Linked DNA regions of Sus scrofa: all the other regions are linked to region 2. Evidence: chromatin contacts called from public HiChIP or PLAC-seq data. All regions are on one chromosome and are shown on one strand. The core of a region is the stretch at or near the end of the contact, and the rest is flanking DNA. Distances in the headings are between cores, read along the strand shown. Region 1 holds the start of LSM14B (protein LSM14 homolog B). Region 2 holds the start of ADRM1 (proteasomal ubiquitin receptor ADRM1). Region 3 holds the start of TAF4 (transcription initiation factor TFIID subunit 4).

The links. HiChIP or PLAC-seq counts read pairs in DNA pulled down with a chosen protein or histone mark.
Region 1: a contact with region 2 is called in an H3K27ac HiChIP or PLAC-seq map of alveolar macrophages. The contact joins the promoter of LSM14B here to the promoter of ADRM1 in region 2. A contact is called at or near these places in 1 of 47 Hi-C or Micro-C datasets (liver) and 1 of 2 datasets of contacts at active chromatin or transcription factors (alveolar macrophages).
Region 3: a contact with region 2 is called in an H3K27ac HiChIP or PLAC-seq map of alveolar macrophages. The contact joins the promoter of TAF4 here to the promoter of ADRM1 in region 2. A contact is called at or near these places in 1 of 5 promoter capture datasets (liver), 1 of 47 Hi-C or Micro-C datasets (liver) and 1 of 2 datasets of contacts at active chromatin or transcription factors (alveolar macrophages).

The regions. Positions count from the first base shown.
Region 1 is chr17:61,552,388-61,555,929 of Sscrofa11.1, reverse strand. LSM14B (protein LSM14 homolog B) reads right to left here and starts at 1,977. Exons shown (of 11, transcript XR_002340116.1): 1 at 1,674-1,977. LOC106506742 (a long non-coding RNA gene) reads left to right here and starts at 1,686. Exons shown (of 4, transcript XR_002340119.1): 1 at 1,686-1,773.
Region 2 is chr17:61,691,578-61,695,551 of Sscrofa11.1, reverse strand. It overlaps ADRM1 (proteasomal ubiquitin receptor ADRM1), which reads right to left and starts at 2,629. Exons shown (of 10, transcript XM_021078220.1): 1 at 2,514-2,629; 2 at 1,561-1,774; 3 at 781-897. The coding sequence starts at 1,773.
Region 3 is chr17:61,528,293-61,531,759 of Sscrofa11.1, reverse strand. It overlaps TAF4 (transcription initiation factor TFIID subunit 4), which reads left to right and starts at 1,797. Exons shown (of 17, transcript XM_003360050.4): 1 at 1,797-2,160; 2 at 2,163-2,567; 3 at 2,570-3,146. The coding sequence starts at 1,870.

The sequences.
Region 1 (3,542 bases), core at 728-3,227, 140 kb after region 2:
CACGCCCGCAGCGGCTCCGCCCAGTGGACGATCCCTACGCGACCCCGGCGGGCAAAGCTCCAAAAGGTGCCGAGTCAACTCAGAGCCTGACAGTCGCACGGAGCTCAACGTTCTCACGTCCCAACACAGACGGCCACCAGCGCTCCCAGCCAAACAACAGCTGCTCTGCAGACCCCGTGCACATCTGACTGTGCAGATTCAACAGCCCCAGGGCTGCCTTTAGACAGAAACCTCACCACACGTCACCCCCGAGGAGTCTGCTTCCTTCTGAGAAGAGCCAGCACGTCGTGCTATCCCTGCCCTTCTGCCCACAACCAGCCTGGGAGGAGCCGCGACGGAAACAGCGGGAGAAGGGGCTGTGAACGGGGCCCCGCAGCGCCAGCGCCCATGTGGGGGTGGGGGCCGCGTTTCCAGGCTACTGACCCAATCGGCAGGGTTCAAGGAGCCCAAACAAGCATCTCCTTCTCGGGTCTCTGGGGCAGAGCTGGGCTCCAGGCAGCCTCTACCTAGTCTGAACACACTCCTGCTGAGGACCAGGGGCTACTCCGGGCCTCCGTTTCTCCAGCCAGGATCTCAAGCCAAATGCAGTCAAAAGGCAAGACTACACACGACCACGTTCCCTCATAAAGCTACACTCTCCCGGACCAACGCAGTCTATCCAAACTTCACCACCAGGCTTTAGGACGAGCCATTCCCAGAGCTGGCAACCAACTGCGACCCGAAGGCCTGGGACTCCCTCTGACATAGAAGCCTGTGTGCTGTGCCTTGAGCCTTAAAAGCCCAGCACGGCGTCTCGAGCCCGACAAGCCCGGGTAGACAAACAGGGTTTCTGCAGACCGGGCTGCCCTCGGTGCTCCTAAAAGGCGGGGAATGACACCAGCCCCCTTCCCCGAAGGAAGACAAAGAAAGTTTGAGGCCACCTCCCGCCTCCACACCCTCAGAAAGACTGGACTCCGGGAAAGCCTCAACACAGCCATCTTCCTCTAGTCTCCCAGGGACTTCGCTGCGGCCACCAGCCCGTGCAGGGAGGGGTCGGCCACAAAACGGTGAATCCGCAGGCGGAACGTCTGAATAAGGGCAGGAAAGCGATTTAAATGGGCGCTCCTAGCCGCCAGCCGACGCTCCTACCCTGGCAGGAGAATCCATTAAGACGTGGTATTTGTTCAGGCTCAAGGCCCCAGCCGCTTAATAGGTTCCAGAAAGCTTGCAGGAGTCGGGCTTTCCCAACCCCAGGCTTCTGGGGAGGCCCCAGGGAGACTCCCAGGCCCCCCGCCCCGCCCCTCCCCCGAAGGGGCCGGGTGCTCCGCGCCAGCTGGCCCCTCCGCCCGCGGGCAGGTGGGGAGGCGGCGGCCGGGCAACGCCGGCCCCCCACCTGCAGAGGTGGGCTGCGCCGCGGAGGAGGCGGCGCCGCGGGAGCTGGACCCGCCCCACCTCCCCACCCCAAGCCCGGGCTGGGCGGGCCGGCCGAGCACAATAACGCCGCCGCCGGGGACCGGGGGCCGGGGCGCCCTTTGTGCAGGCCGAGCCCCGAGGGGCCGCGGCGGCTGCCGCGCGGAGGCCCGGGAAGCGGGGCGGGGGAGGGGGCGCGCCGGGGGCGGGGAGGACGGCGGCGCAGGCCCGGCTGTTGGCGGGGGGCGGGGGCCAGGCGGTTGGGGCGGCCGCGGGGCCGCTACCTTTGGCGAGCGCCACGGTGGAGTTGTCCGTGTCGATGGTGTAGAGGATGCCCTCGTAGCGGATCTGCGCCTTGGAGATGAGGCTGATCTTGCTACCCAGGTACGGGGTGCCCGAGGAGCCGCTCATGGCGGCGGCCAGCCGGGCCCGGCCCGCTCGCCTCCGCGCGGTCGCCTCGCCGCCCGCCCTTGTGCCTCGGCGCCGCCTCACCGCCGCCCGAGGGCCTGCGCGGGTACCAGCGAACGAGCGAGCGGCGGCGGCGGCGGCGGCAGCGCGCGGCCGGGGTCTGTGAGAGACGCGCGGGGGAGGAGGGGCCGCAGCAGCCACATCCGGGGCCTGCGCCGCCACGCCCCGCCCCCGCATGCTCGCCGCCCATTGGCTCGCCGCGCCGGCCTCCCTTTAAATATGGCCGCGCCGCCGGCTTGGGGGCGGGCCCGCGCTCCGCGCCTGCGCACCCAGCGCCGCCGGCCGGGGCGGGCTTTCCCCTGCTCTCCGCCCCACTTCTCGGCCCGCTCCCGTCGGGCTCCGCGCGGGGTGGGAGCACGAGACTTGGCGGGCGGGCCTGGGGGGAGGGGTGGGAATCGACTGGGGCGGAGTGCGCGTGCGCGGGGCGGGGACGGGGCTGGGGGGCGAGCCGCACGTGTGTGTGTGGAGAGGGGCGGGGACGGGAAGCCCCGCGCGCTCTGCGCGCTCGTCTGCTCCGGACCTAGGCTCCGGGAGCTTGTAGACGCCTTTCCCGGGTCTTAGGTTTCCCCCCTACGAAAGTGTGCCCGGCAGCTTTCCCCCGCCCTGGCTGGAGAAATTGGGGCGTGTGCCCCAATTCTCCCCTCCCCCAGGGGCGAAGGCTGGGGGTTGGTCCCTTCTCCGGGGAGCGAAGTCCCTGCCCACGGAGATCTCAGTCACTGCGCCTGGGGTGAAAATGAGGCCCCAGGGGTCTCTTGCCCAGGGCGGGGGTGAAGGCAGCGGGTCAGACTCCCTGCCCACGAGGTCACCATCCGTGGAGTGAAGATCGGGAGTCCGGGGGGGCAAAGGCAGGGGCCGGGGGTCCCTGCCGGTGTGGTGAAGGCTGGAAGGGGTTCCTCCGCCGGTGGGGCGCAGTAGTAACTGCGGGGAACTAGCGCTTCCCGGCGCGTCAGCCGCTAAATATAATGTGCTGAGCGCATCGTCTCATTGAATCCCGCCCCTCCCCCAAGCGGCGGTGGCGCTCCCTGTCCCTTAAAATAAATCCCAGCCGCCCCGCCAGGGCTTCCAAGGGCCGCCTGACCTGGCCTGCTCGCTGCTGCCTCCAGCCCAGAGGCCTCGCGGCAAAATGGAGAAGCAGACCGTCCCTTTCCAGTTCGCCAGACCGTCTTCTGCCCTGCACAGCCCTTTACTCCATTAGCGCTTACGTGGGCGCTTGCTTTTTGTCTGTCTGTCCCTCCTGACATCAGATCAGGGATCAGCATTGGGTTCTGAAAAACAGGGAGGGTGACCAGCATTTTATAGAAATGAACCGGAATGAGAGAAATAGCAGAGAGCTCACCGCATAGAGTGCCGTTGCTCTGTGAAGCGTTTATTTCACTTAGATGTGTTGAAATGGGTACTTGATCAAGGTGTAAAGTATTTCTTGCTTTAAGGGCCAGAGGAAATAGTGGAAGCTGGGAGTTCCCGTCGTGGCTCAGCGGTAATGAACCAGACTAGTGTCTATGAGGACGCGGTTCGATCCCTGGCCTCGCTCAGTGGGTTAATGATCTGCCGTTGCCATGCGCTGTGGTGTAGATCCCAGGCGCCGCTCATATGCCAAGTGGCTGTGGCTGGGGCGTAGGCTGGCAGCTGTAGCTCTGAAAATTTCCACATGCCACGGTGTGGCCTTAAAAGGACCAAAAAAAAAA
Region 2 (3,974 bases), core at 1,380-3,879:
GCGCCCCCCGTCAGCAGGGCGCTGACATGAGCACCAGGTGTGGGGGGTCAGGCAGCGCTGCCCTGTGAGCACCCCCAGAAATGCAGGACCAAACACCTTCGCCTCTTGTCCAGGAGTCACTGAGCATGTGCTGTGGGCCTGCAGGGTGACGCGGGGAGGGGGGACAAGACACAGTCCCCAAGCTCAGGGCGGAGGGAACAGAAAAGGCACCACGTGGGGTCAAAACTATGGAGAAACAAGCTCTACGCCAGTGGCTGACACACCACAGGCCTGTTTACAAATAAAGTTTTACTGGAGCGTGGCTACACCCGTCTGTTGACCTGTCCTTGGCCACTGTCACACTACTCAGCGGAGGTGAGCTGGCATGACACGACCGTCCTGCCCCGTTGCACAGAGTGCCGGGGGCGCGGCGGGGGCGGGGCGGGGGATCTGTCCAAACTGCAAGCACACAGGCTCACCTACCGCAGGAGCACGTCCACGTCCCCTGGGCAAGAGGACCCCCAGGGACCCCGGGGGCGGGAGCGCTGGAGGAGCGGACCACAGGCAGACTCTTGCTGGTCAGCCAGGGACTGCCGCACACAGCGGGCACCCGAGGCCCAGCTACAGGTCCAGACCCTGGGCAAGCCCGCCCCCAGGCCCCTGCGCCCAGGTCATACCCTGGACTCCTAAGGTTCCAGGGCAAGCAGCTTCGGTCAGCGAATTCTACCACCCAGGGAGCAACTTTCTAACCTAATTTCACGACAGGAGAAAAAAAGATAAATGCTGACAAAACCCATGTACCTGCATCCAAAAGAAGAGCCGCTTGGAGCCAGCCTTAAACTTGAGGACGTAGACCCTGCCGCTGGGGCACTGCGGCACACGCTTGAACTCGCAGTCATCAGGAAAGATGATCAGATCCTACAGAGAGCAGCAGGGAGGAGAGTCGGCTTCACGGGCACAGCATCGCTGAGCCCCGGAACCTCCGGGAGAACACGCTGGGTCCCGTGTTGAGTGTGGGGGCGTGGGGAGAGGACACGGAGACCACGGGGTCTCTGGGGGGCAGAGGCACCACACGGCGGGCACGAGGGCCAGGAGGGGCTTGGTACTAAACAGAGAAGGGGGGCTTCTGACTCTCGACGGATTTTCAATAGAGACACTTGGGGAAGCAACATTCCAAGATGAGTCAAAAGGCAACTGTGACCTGCTCTCGAACCTAACAAGAAATGATTTGGTCTGAAGAACAAAGAACACCAAATAAAATGACCGCTCGAGAACGCTGTCGAGGATGCGGTAAGTTCAGGACTTTTATACAGTTTCTCCAATTCAAAGCACCTAATTAATCTTCAAGTTTAAAGGACACACAGGCAACGGGAGAATCTATAGACCCCCCGAGGCTAGAACGACCCACAAGCAAAAGAAAATATCTGATAAGGGCACCAGGCCAGGGGCTCCGGGCCTCCCAAGACCTGCCAAAACGGAAACGGCCGCTGTGCCCCTGGGGCACCGGTCCTTCTGTGAAAATCGCCCCGCGCTGACAACCAGGCGGGGGTCGAGATGAGATGGAGGCCACCAGACACTTACGTCTTCCACGTTCCCAGATGTCCTGTCTTTCCAGCAAAAGTGAATGAGGGAGTCATCTGTCTGTTGAATGTACACGAGGCCTTTCCGTTTATCTGGGGTGACAGTAGTTCCTTTTAATGACATCTTTCCTGCCCGAAACTCCACCAAATACTTGTTGGAGGACCCGCGGGAGCCTGGCACCAGGCTTGGAAACAGAGCGCCTGAAGTCGTCATCCTGAAACCGGACCAGCAAGCGGACCCAGTCACTGCCACGGAAACCCTAACTTCCTCCTCAAATGTTCGCTGGCGGCGGAGTGAAAGCCCCTCTCTCTGAACCGCGGGCTGCCACTGTGCTGGGAGCAGGCGGCAGGCCCAAGCCGCCCAGCACCCGCCGCCAAACTCCTCCCGGGTGGACCTGGGCCCGCAGTACCTGAGCCCAGGGAGCCAGGTTCCCTGCTGCTTCTCGTGTTTCTAAGAGAAGGAAATTTACCCCCGCACCTGAACTGCATCACCGCTGCGGACCCTCGTCACCACCACTCTCCGTACTTTTTAAATCTGCAGCTCCGAAGGGTTTAAAACCGTGAGCTGGGCAGACAACCGCTAACACACTGGATAGGAGACAAGGCTGTGGCCTAAAACCGAGTTTCTGCGCGATACGGGCAGGCTCGCTGCCTTAGAAAAAACCCGAGCACCCGGGAGAAGCGCAGCAAGCCCCGCGGCGGCGCTGCATCCTCTGCGGGGTGACCTGGCCATCCCCGCCCGCAGACCCCGCCGCCCGACGCCCTCGGCTGCGCTGCGCGGCGGGCGGGGCGGCGGCTGGGCTGGCCCGGGAGCCGGGCCCCAGAACCCCGGCCCGCGCCGGCCCCTTGCCCCTCAGGCCTCCGCCCCCCGGGCGCCCGCCCGCAGCCGCCGACGGCGCAGACCCCGCCCCCTGCCGCCCCCGTAACCGTCCCCGCCCCCGGCGCCCCCTGTACCTGGTCCGCGCCGAGAGTCGGCCGAGAGGCGCTGTCCGGGATCGCTCTTCCTCCTCGGCGCCTGCCGGGCCCCGCCGGAAGTCCCGCTCGCCCCGCCCCCCCGCCGCTCTCGCCGCCGATTGGGCCCCGTCAGGAGAGGGGCGGGCACTGGCCCGCGGGCGATTGGCCAGAGCGGCCGCCCATTACCCGGCCAGGCCCGCCCCCCCGCCTGCGGCTCCTTCCGGCGGAAGCGCGGGCCGGCGGCGCGCGGGCCAGAGCGGCCCCTATTGTTGCTGTGTCATAGGGGCGCGGCGGCGGCCCCTGGCGGCGGCGCCTGGAACGGCGAGGCGGGCGCGGGCCGGGCGGTGGGCGCTGGCCCCGGGACCGCCGGGCCGCGCCGGGCCGAGCCCCTGCGGGACGCTGGAGGCTCTCTCAGTTTCGCTGTCAGTGCGAGACACCGGGTCCCGAGACGAAGGAGAAGTCGCTAGCTCAAGGGAGAGGATGGCCTAGGACGCGGGGGCCGGGGGCCGGGCGCGAGGGTTTCACATTCCGGGGGCAAGGTGGCAAACTACAGCCCCGAACCCCGTTCCATGGCCTCCACCCATCCTCCTCGATTACAGTGACGACCCGGCTGCCCCCCATCGCCCCCGTACCCCAACAGCAGTGATGGCACAGTCCTCCCCATCCCCCCCAGCACCCCAGACAGCAGCGTTGGCACGGCTGCCCCCTCCCCCTCGTCTGCGGGTGCAGCGTTTCCAGAGGCTGGTGGGCAGTCAGGATGGAGGGAAGGCCAGACTAGATAAACGGAAGGCGCTGCCCTCCCACTACTTTTATTTCCGCTTCATTTACACCCAGTCCTGCAGAGAAATGGAAAAGCGGCCCACGTGCTAGGTGCCCCCAGCCGCACACCCCACCAGCGCCGCCTGCCTCCCGGCGCCAAAGGCAGGGCCGTCCTGAACTGTGTGCCCACTTTCCTGTGTGCTGGGTGATTTTCTCTCTATGTGTATGGAAAACTTGTTTTTAAGCTTTTCATAAAAGGTATAAAGGTGAAAAGTATTCTTTCACTCAATGTTTTTAAGATTTATCCACCTTGACACCTGTGGCTCTAACCCATTCATTTTAACTCCTGTACCCTCTTCTGGTGAGTTCCATACCCCTTGCTTTGTGATCTAAAGAGTCACTAATTTTTTTCTTTGTTTTGGAAAATATGACTGTTTTTCATTTTAAAATTTTATTTGTGATAATAAATGCCTTTGTTATTTTTAAATTAGTTAATATTTATTTTTAATTTATAATAATGGTAAATATCCATAGATTAAAAACCCATATAGACAAAAGCTCTGTGGGGTCCTGGATAATTTTTGAGACTCTCAAGGGTTCCAGAGGTGGGCGGGGGGAACAGCCAACTTGAGGCAATGCTTATGGGAGTTCCCTGGCGGCTCAATGGGTTAAGGATCCGTCATTGTCACTGCTGTGGTGCCT
Region 3 (3,467 bases), core at 548-3,047, 160 kb after region 2:
GGCCTCCGGAGAAGGCCGTGGGGAAACAGGCGTGGCCGGAGATGGCACCACCAGCCCCCTTGGCTGAAAAGCTCAGTGGCTGGAGGGGCGGACGTGAGGGGCCACCTCGTCCGCAGTCTCACGGCCCTGCCGTCTCGGGCATGCAGTCATCTGCCTGGCGCTACCCCCGATCCCATCTGAGCGCGTAGACGGTTCCCCACTACGCAGGTCGCGCCTGGGGCTGAAGTCAGCCTGCTGACGCTTTTGCTCGGTCTACCTTAACCTTTTTTAAGGGGTTGTCAACACTGGACGATTGCATGATTCAGGAGATTTTGCACATTTCTGCTCTGGTTGGAAAACCAGGCTGTCCGCCCACGCTGGGCTCAAGGCGCAGTGGGGCCGCGAGGTCCCCACCCCAGGTCTGTTCCACTCCTTTCCTTTCCCGTCTTTGGGTACCCAAGCTGGGGTGCAATATCCCGACTTTCCCTCTGCAGGGATTCCCCCTGCTGCGTCCCCCGGGGAAGCCCCTCTCCAGGCTCCACGCCCCACGCTCATTGTCTAGAACCCGCCCCGCGAGCTGGGCCTGCGGGGGCCGGCGGGCTCCTTTGTTCAGGCGGCCAGAAAAGAACCCTTCTGTGTCAACAGCGTCCCTCATTGTGCGGAGGTCTGGGCGACCGCGGCGCGGCCTCGCCCGCAGGAGCCGGAGATGGGAGGCCTTTCTGGGTTTCCCCAAAAAAGCGGAGCAAAAGAAACCACTAGGGATGTCCCAGAATACCATCTTCCGGTGAAAACAAAACACAAAAAACACAGGAGAGAACTTTACCTGAACTCATTTTATAGAGAAGGTGCTCGCACGGTTCTTTTCGACAACTTACTTTGTCAAAAGGACAGAGCGGAAAACAAGGACCCGAGGAGCAGCTCCAGGCGGACGGCTCCCTACAGGAGCTGCGGGTCCTAGCCGGCGCCGCCGTCTCACCCAGTAATTTAGGGCACTCGCGTCCCGGGCCGCGCCGCCGGATGAAGTGAGTCACCCTGGCGCGGCTCCGGCGGCCTTGGGCGCCGCCCCCCGCCCCGCCCCGCCGCCCGAGCAGCGGCCTCACCGCGCGAGACGCCGGGCCTCGGGCAGACCTGGGCGCCAGCCGAGGACGGGCCCGCGCCCGGCCCGCAGCAGTGGCGCCGGCGCTCAGGTCGCCCGGCGGCCCCGGGCCCCGGACCTCGCCCGTGCCCTCCCGAGGCGCCCTGCCCCTGCGAGTCACGGCGGCTGCGCTAAGGGGCACCGGGGTCCGGGGAACACGGCGTCCCCGTTCCCTCGCCTGCCTGGAGCTCCCATCAGCTCCGACCGCAGCCATTTTGGAGCGAGCGGAGACAAAGAGCGAGTCATCGCGGCCGCCGCCCCACCAGGCCCCGGCCGCGGTCCCCGCCCGTTTCATCCTCCCGGCTGTCGGCATGCGGCCCGCCTGGCGGCGGAGACCCCCACAGCCCTACCGGCCCACCGGCGCCGGAGCCCGCCGCCCACTCGCCCTCCGCACCCCAACCGCCCGCCCCGCGCCCCGTCCTCTGCCGCTCGCAGCCATTGGCCGCGCCTTTTAAGCAGGCGCCGCGGCCAATCGCCGGGCGCCGAGCGGCCGGGCGGGGGGGCGCCGCGGCCAATGGCGAGGCGCCGGGCGGCGGGCGGGGGCGGGCGCGCCGCCGCGCCTGCGCAGCGCGCCGCCGCCGCCCTCCCCCCGCCAGGACGCCCGCGCCCCCCGCCCGACCGCCGCCCCCGCCCCGCCCGGCGCGCGCCGCCCCCCGCCCGCCCCCGCGGCCGCCCGCCCGCCCGCCTGCCCGCGCGGAGCCTCCTCCCCGCCCAGCGCCGGCCGAGCGGCGGCGGCGGCGGGCCGAGGAGGAAAGATGGCGGCGGGCTCGGATCTGCTGGACGAGGTCTTCTTCAACAGCGAGGTGGACGAGAAAGTGGTGAGCGACCTGGTGGGCTCGCTCGAGTCGCAGCTGGCGGCCAGCGCGGCCCACCACCACCACCTCGCGCCCCGCGCGCCCGAGGCGCGGGCCGCGGCCGCCGGCGCGCTCGGGAACCATGTCGGAGCCGGAGCCGTGCCGGCCGAGGGCGCGCCCGCAGCGGCGCCGGAGCCGCCCCCCGCAGGTAGAGCGCGGCGCGGCCTGAGCGCGGGCGGCCGCCGGCCGGGCCTGTGTCCTCACCGCGCTGCCCGCTTGTTCCCGCAGGGCCCGCCGCGAAGCTGAACACGCTCGAGGCCGGCGCGGGCGCCGCGGCCGGGGCCGGGGCCGGGCCGGGCGCCGCGGCCGGGGCCTGCGCGCCGGGGGCCGCGGCCGCGCCCGAGCCCGCCGCCAAGCCCGCCGCCCGCAACGGCCCGCCCGGCGGCCCCGGCGCCGCGCAAACTTTGAATGGGAGCGCCGCGCTGGGGAACTCGCTCCGCGCCGCCGCCGCACCTGCTGTCAGCCTGCTCCACAACGGGCCCGCGCCCGCGCCGCCGCCGCCGCCCAAGCCAGCCGCCGCCACTGTCATCCAGACGCCGCCCTTCCTCGGCGCCCCCGCCGCGCCCGCGCCCCGCGCCCCCTCGCCCCCCGCGCCCGCCGTGCCCCCCGCGCCCCCGCGCCCGCCGCCGCCCCGCCGCCGCCGCCGCCCGCCGCCGCCAGCCTGGCCCGGCCGCCCGGCCCCCCGGCCGGACCCCCGGCGGCCGCTCAGAACGGGGGCAGCGCCGCGCCCGCCCCGGCCCCCGCGCCCGCGCCCGCCTCGGCCCCCGCGCCCGCGCCCGCCCCGGCGCCCGCCGCCAACAGTCAGCCCGGCCCCGCCGCCGCGCCCGCGCAGGTGGCCAAGGCCGACTCGCCCAAGACCGCGCTGCAGCCGGCGCCCCCGCCGCCGCAGACCCTGGCGGCCAGCTGCCCGGCCGGCGCGGGGGCCGGCATGATCCTCGGGCCAACTATGCAAGGGGCGCTGCCCGCCGCCGCCGCCGCGGGCCTCCCGCCGCCGGCCCCCGGCACTCCCACCGGGCTGCCCAAGGGCTCGGCCAGCGCGGTGACCCAGAGCCTGCCCAGGACGCCCTCGGTCACCACCGGCGGGATCCGGGCCACGCTGACGCCCACGGTCCTAGCCCCACGCCTGCCGCAGCCGCCGCAGAACCCGACCAACGTCCAGAACTTCCAGCTGCCCCCAGGTGAGTGGCTGCGTTGCCTGCCGGCGGGTGTGTGCCGCCCCAGCTGGGAGTCCAGGAAGTTGCAGGGCTGGCGGGACGCGGGGGGGCACGGGTCTCGCAGTGGCCTGCCGCGAGCGGAGGCACACCTCTGTCCAGGCTCAGGACAGTCCCGGGGTGAGAGAGAGAGTGCGAGCGTGCATGCGATGGGACCTGGGGCAGGGCTGCCAAGCTTCTCTGCCAGGCTCTCGGCCTGGCCAGTGGGACTTTTCCCGGCTTCCCGGCCCCTGTGTGCCGCTGCCCAGTCCCCACAGTGGGGAGCAGTGGCAGCCGGTGCTGCGGGGA